Linked DNA regions of Triticum aestivum: region 2 is linked to region 1. The links are chromatin contacts, called in public Hi-C maps. All regions are on one chromosome and are shown on one strand. The core of a region is the stretch at or near the end of the contact, and the rest is flanking DNA. Distances in the headings are between cores, read along the strand shown. Region 1 holds the start of LOC123092673 (probable BOI-related E3 ubiquitin-protein ligase 3). Region 2 holds the start of LOC123092677 (splicing factor 3A subunit 2).

Evidence for each region. A called contact is a pair of places that touch in the nucleus more often than the background predicts.
Region 2: a contact with region 1 is called in a Hi-C map of leaf, with 4 times the contacts expected there. The contact joins the promoter of LOC123092677 here to the promoter of LOC123092673 in region 1. A contact is called at or near these places in 2 of 5 Hi-C or Micro-C datasets (both in leaf).

What each region holds. Positions count from the first base shown.
Region 1 is chr4B:453,865,098-453,871,529 of IWGSC CS RefSeq v2.1, forward strand. LOC123092673 (probable BOI-related E3 ubiquitin-protein ligase 3) reads right to left here and starts at 1,487. Exons shown (of 4, transcript XM_044514494.1): 1 at 1,306-1,487; 2 at 1,103-1,200; 3 at 708-1,000. The coding sequence starts at 1,400. It overlaps LOC123092674 (selenoprotein K homolog), which reads right to left. Exons shown (of 4, transcript XM_044514495.1): 2 at 6,366-6,432; 3 at 6,086-6,251; 4 at 5,663-5,998. The coding sequence ends at 5,964.
Region 2 is chr4B:454,182,339-454,188,547 of IWGSC CS RefSeq v2.1, forward strand. LOC123092677 (splicing factor 3A subunit 2) reads left to right here and starts at 2,743. Exons shown (of 7, transcript XM_044514499.1): 1 at 2,743-3,021; 2 at 3,113-3,282; 3 at 4,378-4,454; 4 at 5,075-5,140; 5 at 5,245-5,319; 6 at 5,401-5,475; 7 at 5,567-6,075. The coding sequence starts at 2,870. The coding sequence ends at 5,914.

The DNA of each region.
Region 1 (6,432 bases), core at 237-2,736:
AATTTGTGTGGAACCATGTATGCACGACTCCCATTGCCTCCTCCGACCTGTATTCAGGTCTGCTCCATCTGCTCAGTTCGGTAAAACTGCAAATTAAGACAAGGGCTTCTGTTTTGCTCGGAGTATTGGTATCTGTTAGGTTCCTGGGGACTGATCCCAAGCTGCGGACAGTGATCATTTACTCACCGTAGCTGAGTGTTCAGATCTCATCTGGGATTCCAATGTTGGACTAGGATTCAGATGGTCGAGTACATTGCTGCTAGTGTGGTGTAACGGAGCCAACCGAAAGGCAAATGGAAGAGGAGTTTGAGATTTTGGTGGTGTTTAATTGAACCACAAGATTTGGGTGGTACCAATGATATTTACCCAGTTTTATCTTCATTAATATTTCACCTTTCTTATGTTTAAGACTCACAAGATTTATTTAAACGGCATACCATGAACATTCACTCATGAGAGCTACCGGTAATCCAGAATTGCCACATGTCTTAGTAAGAAAATAAGAAACCTCCAACATTAGAAAAGTGAAGTGAAGAAACTATCTATATGTGCCCTTCACCTGCAGAGACTATATTGACCTGACAAAGTGAACGCTTCGCTAATTACCCCTACAAACCTTCGTCAGCTGATGAAAAGACCGCATGTAAAGCATAGAATGGATTGCACAACTCAAATCGCCGAAAGGAACAGGTTCGAGAGCGCGTGACCTGGGCCCTGATGAATCGGTCCATATCAGCATCTAGGCGCTGGACCTCACGGGAGATGTCGTCGTCCAGCATCGGCAGCAGGAGCAGCGGCGAATCGCCCGAGGAGTTCCCTGCGCCAGCGCCGCCGCCGCCATGGCGCCGGTCCTCCAGAGAGAGAGCCAGGCCCGTCGACACCGCCGAGCCCGTCTGCAGGAAATCGATAGACGACATCTGCGAGTTCTCCCCCAGCAGCTCCTGCTCCCTCGGCTGCCTCCACCCCATACCCGCCGCAGCCGTCAGCCCCGCCGCGTCCACTACTAGATAGAACACAGCAAAATCCAATCCCTCGAAAATCAGCGTCAATTCAATTGGATTTTCAAATGACGAAGGGGGAGATTCGCGGGGGAAAAGCTTACTCTGTGGCTGCCCGGCCTGGTCCGGGAAAGCGGGCGGCGCGTTGAAGAAGGCGAGAGGCGCCGGGATCTGTCCATCGACCGGCACCGGCAGCGCGTTCCTGCCGAAATTTCACGGGCATTAGGAAGGCGATTTTAGCGCGACTCCTCTTACCGCAGGAAAACAGACGGAGAAATGGCACGGAGCCGGAATTGAGATGGGGCACCTGAAGGAGAGAGGCGCCGGCTGCTGCTGCTGCTGCTGCGGTGGCGGCGCCGCGGGGTGGGGCTGCTGGAGGTGGTGGTGGGAGAAGAAGGCCATGGCGAGAGAGGAAGGTGCGCGAGAGGGGAAAGGGGGCAGGTCGCCTCGTCGGAAAGGGAGGAGAGAGAAGGCGGAATTGGGCTCTGTACTGAGTGCTGGCAAATAGTGTGATTTGGGTTTACTTCAAGTAGATGTGCGGTTGACATGTGGGGTCATGAACCTTGGAGCCCACATGTCAGTTGGATATTTCTGCGTTCCCCGTGCTTCATTAGATTTTGAGATGCATTTTGTTCTAAAGCCCTTCATATTGTTCCTAAATCTACTCTTCTCCCTCAATATACACACACACCCACACAAGTTATTGCCTTGCATTTCGTATTGTCAAAAAAATATTTTTGCCTTGCATTCATGAAGACGAGATTTACAGGATTCAATGAAAGTAAAATCAAAGAGAAAAACAAAGTGTGACGCAGATGCATTTTCGTACAAAAAGCCCAACATGCACAAAGAGAAATAATAAAGCATGGCGCAGAATTTTACCTTTTTTGATTCATGTGTTTTAGAGGAGGACGTGATAGAATATATATGAAACATGATTTTGCTTTCATTTGAAATGCTATAGTAGACCAAAGGTGTTTCATCGAATCACTTCATGGCTATTAGTGCAATACTCTACAGAAAAAAGAATTTTCTTTAACCACATGAATAGAGAAAATAGATTAAGGTGACATGGATCATACCAGAAACTAAAAAAGATACTTTAAAATATTGGATGTTTCACCTAATTTCCCAAAACCTCATTCTTTTGGATTTTAAACGGTGCGCTTTGGACGAGTGGCTCTGCTATTGGTTTTGCATTTTAGAATAGATAAATAGAAAACTAATAAAATCTCAAGAAAAAAAGTTCTAGGGTTTCTTGAGAGAGGTGACTTGCATCCCCTCAAGCCACTAGCATCGCCGCAGGTTCCCTTGGCCTTTGTTGTCCACTACGGTAGGGGAACCCGGATCCAAGTATCTCATAGAGTCTTCGAGGCTGGAGTTAGGCAATATCAACGATGGAACAATTATCCCTTCGCTTTTCCATGTTGATGTCCTTCCTTGGAGTGGCGTCGATGAGTCTGAGGATGGTGTCGAACATCGGGCACTCGGTTTGGTGTGATTAGCACTTGTTCACGGCAAGCGGCTCCGATGAAGCTCAACCAGATGCGGCTCTGTTGGGAAACTTGTGAGGTTGTGGTTGGAGTTGAGATTATCCTCTGGCCCTCCTTTTGCCGACTTCTCCAGAACGACGATCTACCCAATTCACGGTCGCTAGCGTCTTCTGGTCTACATCGCTGACTTCCTGCCCAGTGCTTCTACAAGCTTATGGGTTTGAACAAGGTTACTCCGGTGAGACAGGGGCCTAGAGACGACAATGATATTTTCTCACGGTACGTCATTGATGGATGCAGAAGGACATGGTGTTGATTTGGCAAGGACTTGCATGTAATTTATTACTATTGTAAGGAGGTTCTTGTGCGGGATAATATTTAACATATGGCCTTTTTGGAAGAAAGAAAAAGACTTGCTTGGCTCACTTTACCAAAAAAACATAGGTTGATCGATAGAGTCCTATCCTGAAGCATGATATACACATTAAGACGCTAAAAAGCATGTTACTATAAATTTTAAACTCGAAATATAAATGTGTAATGTTGATCCAAATTTTCATGCAGTGTTCTTATATACAATAAAGAAGAAAAACACGACATTGTGAGGAAAATGATGACGAGAGCTTCAGACTATTCATTCAAATTTTAGACATACAACATTCAACTGAAATCCCTTCCCTATTTACTCTAAAATTGACTCTTAGTGCAACATCGACATTAAACCACTTCAACAAATACCAATTTACTAAAAAGGAAAAAAGTATCTAATCGAAATCGAAAGAAATATCTTTAATATCTTTAGGATAAAACAAAAGGGTTCGCAAATAAAAGCGCTAGTGCCACAACTAGTACATAAATTGCTAAAGCTTCCATAAAAGCAAGACTAAGCAAAAAAACTAAAAGACACATTGTTGGATTATGCCGAGAATCAATGATGTTCACTAGATCTTGGCAATTGGGGCCTACGAACAATTGTGTCCTTTTGTTAAATAACTCACCCTTAGTGAAATGATGTTTCTTTGTGGAAAGACGCATCCTTTAGTGACAAAAATATCTATTAGTGGAAAGACAGTCTCTTGGTGAAATGATCTCTCTTGTAGAAACACATACTAGAAAAGAATGAAGAAAACGCAAATGTCTAATGGAGCTCGAGCTCCATGGAGCCCTTTATTTGAAAAGTTCAAAATTTAAAATTGTAAGTTTTCTAAAAATGCTGAAAAAAATACGCATATACATATGCATGTATACTACTTCTCTGCGAAGTTTCATGACAAAAGACCTTTTAATGTGAGCTGCACAAAAATGACAAAATCACGTATTTTTAGTACATGTACTATTCACTATGACATTACACGATTCTAGTTTTTTTTGTACAAGCCACATAAAATGTATTTTGCTATAAATTTTGAACAAATCTTGTATACATCTATAAGTACTTGTGTATTTGTTTTCAGATTCTTTTTTTGAAAATTAAAAGGCCGATTTTTGAATGTTTCGAAATTTTGGGCTCCATGGAGCCTGAGAGCAAAAGATCCACTCTCTGAAAAAAGCACAGTAATTATTAGATTAACACATTACCAAATCCAGTTTATAACTTCTCGACTGATGCGACCATTGAAATTGCCTTAACTATGTGAGAAAAATACTTTACCAAAATTTAACATTTTTAATTTGTTATGGACTTCAACAACATTTAAAATTTATATTTTTTTAGGGAAACGTTTAAACTTTGCAACTCTATATTTAAAAGTGGAAACGTTTAAACTTTGCAACTCTATATTTAAAAGTGCATTTTTTATATAAATATTGCACAATAAACTTAGTAGAACAGTCTACTAATTTCCCGTAGCAAAGCATTGTAGTGACTATTGATCCCACTAGTCCAAAGTGCAATAGTGACAAAATATCAAACCTGAAGTGAAACTAACTCATCAAAAATTAAAACGAGGCACAATCCATGCAATAATTCTTTCCTCTGATTGTTGAATCATTTGAAACTGAGATGTAGAAAAGAAATCATGAATACTCTACAGGGTCTCCACAAGAAATATTTCTATGGATTAGAACGTAAAGAAATTGTAACTAATTCAACCCATCGAGACTAAGTTTTTCTGTTTTGAATTCAAAAATAAACATTTCTAATGGTTCCGTAGCCATCTATTATATTTGTATATGTTTTGCAAAAGTCATGTTTCACAGGGGTTTTCTAGGTCAGGACAAGATAAAACCTTCGCTCTTAATTTCCCAGCTTTCAACTCGACTACTTGAAAGGGTTAATGGAAATACTATGCAAGGCAAAAGTTTTTTTCGGGCCTTCTTGTTGGTCTCACTGGCACACATTGACCCCCGTTATTTTGTGGGTTGCATCTAATATTTAGAGTTTGTTTAGGTTTGGTCCGCAGCAAAACAATGCTTTGCCCCCTATAAGATGTCCAGTGAAGTGATGCTCATCAACACAATAGACGTTAAATATTTGAGCATGAGCTGTTCAAATTGAACCATTCAAGTAATACGACATACCATCACTGTTTACAAAGATATACATCTAATTTTAGCATTCATTCAAAGTTTATTGACAAGGCGATTATTCTGAATGGCCTTGGTTGCGGCTAACACAAGGATATTAATTTACACGGCAAATTCTATAGTTTCTTTGCCATGTGCTCCTTTGTCGAAGTCCAAACTTATTGTTATGGGGTTAAACTTTCTCACTTGTAAATGAGACGGAGTAGGACAGTGGTTTGCTTGCTCACAGAACCTCCTAGAACGGTTTCATTTTCAGGGCTCCTTGATTCACAAGGTTGCGCAGGAATAGGTAGGAAACGTACAAGAATAGGATGTACTGTCCACTGAAATCCTACATTGGGTAGGAAAATAGAGGATTTTTTCCAAGAAGTCCAACCTCATGCTTGTTTTCCCGTGAAAATGAACTAAGAAGTTCCTATAAGATTGGTTCCTGAGGAATGCAATCCTACGAATCAAACAACATGTAAAGGGAAAATTTCAGAGGGTGTCAATCCTGTAAAATTCCTATGCGAACCCTGTAAATCAAAGGAGGCCTCAGTTTTTCACAAGAGCGCCTGCTCTTGTTTTCAGTTGGAGGTTACAGGACTACCAGATAACCTAGGTAAATTTCACGTTGTTCCAACTATTTCCTGGCTGAATTCAACATACAGCAAACAATTCGCCAATTCCAATCTCCACGGAATTACAAAGTAGACAAACGGTATACATAGTAAATTCACATTGCACAACAGGAAGCCAGTATTAAGGATAAGATTTTGACTCCATCCAGGACAATTCAGCATGGCAAAGCGATGATGAATACAGTATGCAAATCACATCAGAAACAAGCTACAGAATATATACTGGACATGCTAGACTCTTCACGGCATCACAATGATTTTGCTCTGCTGAAATGAAATACGGAAGTTTTTCTGTCATTATAATATGTTGTTCTTTTGTTAAGATGTCATCCGCAGCAGGATCCACAAGCAGGGAGGGAACCTGAAATTAGAGAATTTGGCTTAGAAATCTCAAATCCACCATTCTGAACAAACAACAAAATCTGGAATTTTAGAAGATAGGTCTTACTCTGATCGTTTGATCGGAGGTCAGATAGTGTGCGAGGACCGCGAGGGCCACCTCCACCGCCGCCCCCACCACCATATGGACCCCCACCAGGACCTCCCCCACCAGGTCCACCATCCCACTTCTTACCACTACCATATCCTTTCTTATAGCTGTCTGTTTTCTCGATCTACAAGATAAGATGCGAGAATTATATTGTGTTTTAACTCATGGAAATATATGGGACAAAAGGCTAATTTGGCAACAATAAGATAATTCAAGCAGTTTAATTCTGATCACTTACAGAAAACATTGTGAGGAAGAACATTCTGATGAAGTTCACAATAGCCTTAAAGAAGTCGGGGATTATG
Region 2 (6,209 bases), core at 1,493-3,992, 320 kb after region 1:
GTAAAACTTGGCTCCATGTACCCCCGAAGTGCGTTCGCTCTGAGGTTGCAGAAGAGATGAACTATGAATAAAAAGCAACTATTTCCCCTCTAAAAAAAGATAGAGTTCTTGTGCATTCAATGCACCCAGCATAAAAACTCATGTTATAAGTTGTAAAAAAATATATGAAATTATTCAGTATAACACACACACAGCATGCATCTAACATTCAATAAAGTATCAATTGCATACTCAACTCAGAGCTTGAGAGACATAAAAAACAAATTCAATAGTGGCAATGTTACACTAAAAAAGTGGCAATGGTAATGGCTCAATTCATAGCCAATTTAAATTAACCACTATTCATAGCTTAACTTGTCTTTATTTTTTAAGCCATGAGTTGAATTTATAACTTAAAATTTATGGCATAGTAGATACTCCCCCCGTTCCTAAATATTTGTTTTTCTAGAGATTTCAAATGGACTACCACATACGGATGTATATAGACATATTTTAGAGTATAAATTCACTCATTTTGCCCCGTATGTAGTCACTTATGGAAATGTCTAGAAAGACAAATATTTAGGAACGGAGGGAGTATATAACATGTACATATTTTATTTCCAAAAAGACAGAGACATTTTATCATAAACTAGCAAAAAGAGCCCATGCGTTGTAACGGGAGAGAAATCATAACACACGCTCTTAACCCAACAACCATCACTCAAGAACACAATAGGCCCATCTCCTTTATTTTTGCGAGGCATCATATTTGTGTTGCCGCTTATCCTCCTTCTCACCCTCGCGGGTGATTGCCTCGGTGTTCACACAAAACAAAACAAAAATGTGTTTGAATATGGTTAAGGCGTCTCTCTCTCCCTCTTTCTCCTCCCTCTCCCTCCCTCTCTCTCTCTCCCGCTTTCTCTCACTCTCGCGATGAGAAATCTGTTGTTTTCCCCTACGACATTTTTCATAGGTATGCATGTGTAGTATCGATGTTTTCTTTTCCTTATATTATTATAGTGGGGTGTTTATTTGCAATCCGGATCACCGCCGGTATGAAAGGAAAACGGATCTTATGCTATAAATTCTAAGTTTGCTCCTAAAATAATATTTTAAAAATATTTAACAGGTAAATTAACATCATATTTATATTACACACATTTTTCTAATAAAATTTCATATATAATATGTTAAAATCGAAGTTACGGTTTAAAAGATACGGATAATTTAGAAAATCATTTGTTTGACTTAAATATATTTCAAAACAATATTTAAAAATACTTAACAGGTAAAAGTAATCTCATATTCATATTCTACATATTTTTCTAATCAAATTTCATATATAACATGTTCAAATCGGAGTTACGGTTTAAAAGATATGGATGATTTAAAAAAACATTATTTGACTTAAATATGAATCGCAGATGAATTACCTAAAACATCAGGGTGGTTTTCAAAAAATGTAAAATAAGGGTTCGGGTGCCACTTAAATCTGGATTGCGAGTTGATTTCAACAAAACATAGGAGCTTTTGTGTAAAATATGAAAAAAAAACGTTTCGTTTTAACTAAAACAGGACCGTTGGGTAAATTCACTGAAATGGAGGGATTTTTCTGAAAAATGTCATGACGGACGAAATAAACCTAATTTACTTTATTATTACTAGCAAAAGAGTCCGTGCGTTGCAACGGGATAGAAAAACACACACACTCTTAACCCAATAACCACGACTTGAGACCTTGATACGTAGACGCTCTTTATTTTAAAATGGCATCATATTTGTGTTCCCGGCGGTGGTCTAATGCTCACACAACGAAAACACATTTGAATGTGGTCAGTCCTAAGGCGTCTCTTTCTCTCTCTCTCTCTCTCTCACACACACACACAAACACACACACGCGCGCGTGTTCGCACGCACACAATCACTGAGAATAAGATGAGAAAAATGTTGTTTTTCCCTACGAGGTTTTTCAGAGTTGTGCATGCGTGGTTATCAATGTTTTTTTCCTCTCAATCTGATTTTAATGTGTGTTTATTTGCAATTTGGAATGCCGCCAGTGCAGAAAAAAACCGGACCGTGCACTATAGATTAAGTTTGCATTCAAATTAATAGTTTAGAAATATTTAACAGCTAAAAGTAACAACATATTTGGATTCTACACATTTTTCTAATCAAATTTCGTATATAATATGTTAAAATCGAAGTTACGATTTAAAAGATATGGATAATTTTGTTTTAGATAAACTACGGATTGTTTAACCGAAAGGTTAGGGGGTTTTCTGTTAAAACAGAAAAAAATGATTCGTATGACTTAAATATGTACGGCGGGTTGATTACCTAAAAGCTCAGGGGGATTTCTGAGAAAACTAAAAAAACGGTTCGGTATGACTTAATGATGGACTGCGGGTTGATTTCAATAAACCGCAGGAACTTTTTTGCAAATAAGGGTGACGGACAATGAAAACCCACCGTGCTTTATTATTATTAGGTAGAGAGGTAGAGATAGGTAGAGATAGAGAGGTAGAGATTAGGTGGTAAAGATTTTGAACATCGGGCGTCGCACATAAATTTCAGGTGCACCGGATATACGTCAAAAAAATATTATAATCGTGTTGTTTGGATTTGTTTCTTTTACAGACAGACAAAAGCCCAGGTAAAGCCCATCCAGGTAAGATGCCGTGTAATTTCAAAAAAAAAAAGATGCCGTGTCCCTAAAAAAAAGGTAAGATGCCGTGACATTTTGTGTGCGGCCGTGCGGGTCGTAAGTTGGGCTTGGGTCGGTTGAAGGACCTTCCAAAACCGACCAGAGCCGCAACAAACACTATCGAACAGAAGCCGGAGGTCTGGCGATTCGACCCTCGAGAGGCGGCCGAACCGAGCAGACGCCATGGACCGCGAGTGGGGCTCCAAGCCCGGCAGCGGCGGCGCCGCCACCGCCCAGAATGAGGCCATTGACCGGCGGGAGCGCCTGCGCCGCCTCGCGCTCGAGACCATCGACCTCGCCAAGGACCCGTACTTCATGCGAAACCATCTCGGCAGGTAATCCCCCCGCCGCAAAACCCTAGATTCTTCGTCTTCTCGATTCGCATAGCTCTGCCTGCTGATTCCGCTCGTTTTTTCGTGTGTCAAGCTATGAGTGCAAGCTCTGCCTGACGCTCCACAACAACGAGGGGAACTACCTCGCGCACACGCAGGGGAAGCGGCACCAGACCAACCTCGCCAAGCGTGCCGCCCGCGAGGCCAAGGACGCGCCCGCGCAGCCCCAGCCAAACAAGCGCAAGCTCGCGCCCCGCAAGTCTGGTGCGTAAAGAATTACCTCCCTGTGTTTTTAATTTACCCGAGTAGTTTACTGGTAGAATTAAGGTTCTCCTAAGCTGACATGACTTCGCATTGTTCAACTATGTAGGGCCTGCTATTTTAGTTCTGCAGATGCCTGGTCTATGTTTTTTCTTTATCGATTTCAGTAATGTCATTGCGCTAGGTTTGTTCAGAGTACTTGGTGTGAGCCATACCGAGTTGCATATAACCTTGGATCTCTTTACTTCTGTAATGAACGAATTTGACGTTTTGAGCGAGGCAATGATATATCAGATCTCTTTGAAGATCTTGGTGGTATTTCAAGTTTCATCTCGATGTGAGTTTATAACGTTTATTTGGGTATTCAGTGTTGCAAGCACAATGGTTGAGGACTGTTGCAGGATGGATGTGTCAAATTTGCCCTGTCAACTAACAATCTTGTACCTTGCTTTGTGCTCTGATAATTTTAGGTATGAGAGTGGGACGGCCTAATTAGAGTGTTTTGTTGGATAACAGAATGTGAACATTAACTTCACAGTAGTAATCTTCATTTTTATCCACGGTTTAGGCGTGTCTTTAACTATTGATACATCAATAAGGCAGCAATGAAAAGTAAATACCCTGTTCCGATAATAAATATCCCTTGATTAGTTAAAGGGAGCCAAGTCTATAAAGTTGATCTTGGGTTGCTTTGTTGTCTTCAAATCTAGATAAAGATTACACACCTAAAACAGCCTTGAAAAGCCACTGTGGGCTTAAATATTAGTGATATGCTGTTTGGTGTTGCTTAACTAATGGTCATGTGCCATAAGCATTCATGCTCGGAACTCTGGATGCTTCTGATAACTTTCTGTGGTACAGCAGTTTCCAAAAGAAGTTTTTCACAGCGGAGACAAATCTATTGGAAGCTAGGCTTAATTTTGTTCTACTGATTCCCGAAATGTTCAAACATCAAGGCGTTGTTTTTTATTAGCTATTTAGACCCTTGTATTCTGTTTCAATTTGGTAGTACAGCTATGCTATTTTGTTTTCCGCACCTAATTGTGTTATCTTGGCAACTATCCTCACAAGTTATAACTATGTTTCTTTGCTTTGCAGTTAAGATTGGCAGACCTGGATATACAGTAACTAAACAGTATGATCCTGACACGAAGCAACACTCATTTCTCTTTGAGGTTAGTATTTATCGTGCTTGTACATCTTGTTCTCAGAGTTGGTCAATAGAGGATTTGTACATGATCAAATAAGTTGGTTTACCATCTTCCTGTATCTAGAGACACTGTTTTGTCATTTTTCATTCCATGTCATTTGTCATGTCATGTAGGCATCTGAATTACAAATGGCAAGGATCTTATAGTGATACCAGTTAAGTTAGGTTCGTTTCCAACTTTTAGTTTATTCATATACTAGTATGTTTCTACAGTTTTACTTGCCTCCCGTTGGCAAACCAATTTTACAATGCTATCTACTCCCCTCCATTCCTAAATATAAGTCTTTTTAGAGATTCCAATGCGGACTACATACGGAGCAAAATGAGTGAATCATACATTCTAAAATATGTCCATATACATCTGCATGTAGTTCGTATCTCTAAAAAGAGTTATATTTAAGAACGGAGGGAGTAGAAGTTTATCTTTTGATAAAGCAGCCTTACTGAAGAGTTAACACATTCAGAATAGTGACAAATAGCGACATAATCAGCCAGTTTCTCTTATCGATTTCTCTTGTTATGAGCATTTAAATAACCATGTACACTGGGGTAGTGGAGTGACAAATTTTGGCATTCTGTTTTCAGATCGAGTATCCTGAAATCGAAGATAATAGCAAGCCAAGGCACCGTTTCATGGCATCATATGAACAGGTATTAATGGGCCCTGGGCTAATCTGTGAGCATCATCAGTCTGATATATGTTGCTTTACTGTTAATAATCTTCCATTTGCTAATGTACTACTATTGTTTTACAGAAAATCCAATCTTGGGATAAGAGGTACCAATATCTGCTTTTTGCAGCGGAGCCCTACGAGGTCATTGGCTTTAAGGTGTATCTCTTGCAAAGCTCTGCTGCATCAGACCCATTAGCCAATGTGTATGTGTGTACTTATACTGTTTCTTATTTGCAGATTCCAAGCACAGAGATTGACAAATCAACAGACAAGTTTTTCTCGTATTGGGATCCGGACAAGAAGTCGTACATTGTGAGTTTTTCTATGCAGGTTTTTGCCGTTTCATTTAGCTGCCTTTAAAAACAATATTGTTTCACAAACTTTCACATTTTTTTTACAACAGCTACAACTATACTTCAAGCCAAGACCACCGGAAATTAACAGACAACCAGCAGCTCCTGGTACTGTCCCAAATGGGACAGGAGGCCCTCCTGGTGCTCCACCAAGGCCACCATCCCAGCCACAGGCTCTGCCGCCACCTCCACCGAATGCACCTATGGGAATGCCCCCTAGGATCCCGCCACCACCAATGAGCGGTCTTCAACCTCCACCCCCTCCACCTCCGCTTGCAAATGGTCCTCCGCGTTCAATACCACCTCCACCTCCTTCTGGTGGTCCAATGGCTAACTTTACTCCTGGAGCACCTCCGCCACGCCCTCCGATGCAAGGCTACCCTGGACCTCAGCAGTAGGTGATCTTAGTGCGGGCAAGAGAGATCAGGCTACAAATTTTGAACACTTGCTTTATCCAAACCAGTATGTTTGACATATGCGCTACATTGTTGTCTGAAATTTTACTGTACTGTAAGCAGATTAAATTATTTAAGTGCGCTTTCAAGCAAAGCATTTTATCTGTTTGTGTTGTCATCTCTTTGTAACTTCGTTTTTGGACGTTATCCCTTCGGCAGACGATTCTGTAATTGTCATATTCCTGGGCAAGTAGAGTGCTCTTCGAAGTATACTATCGTGGTAAATGTGATTTATGAG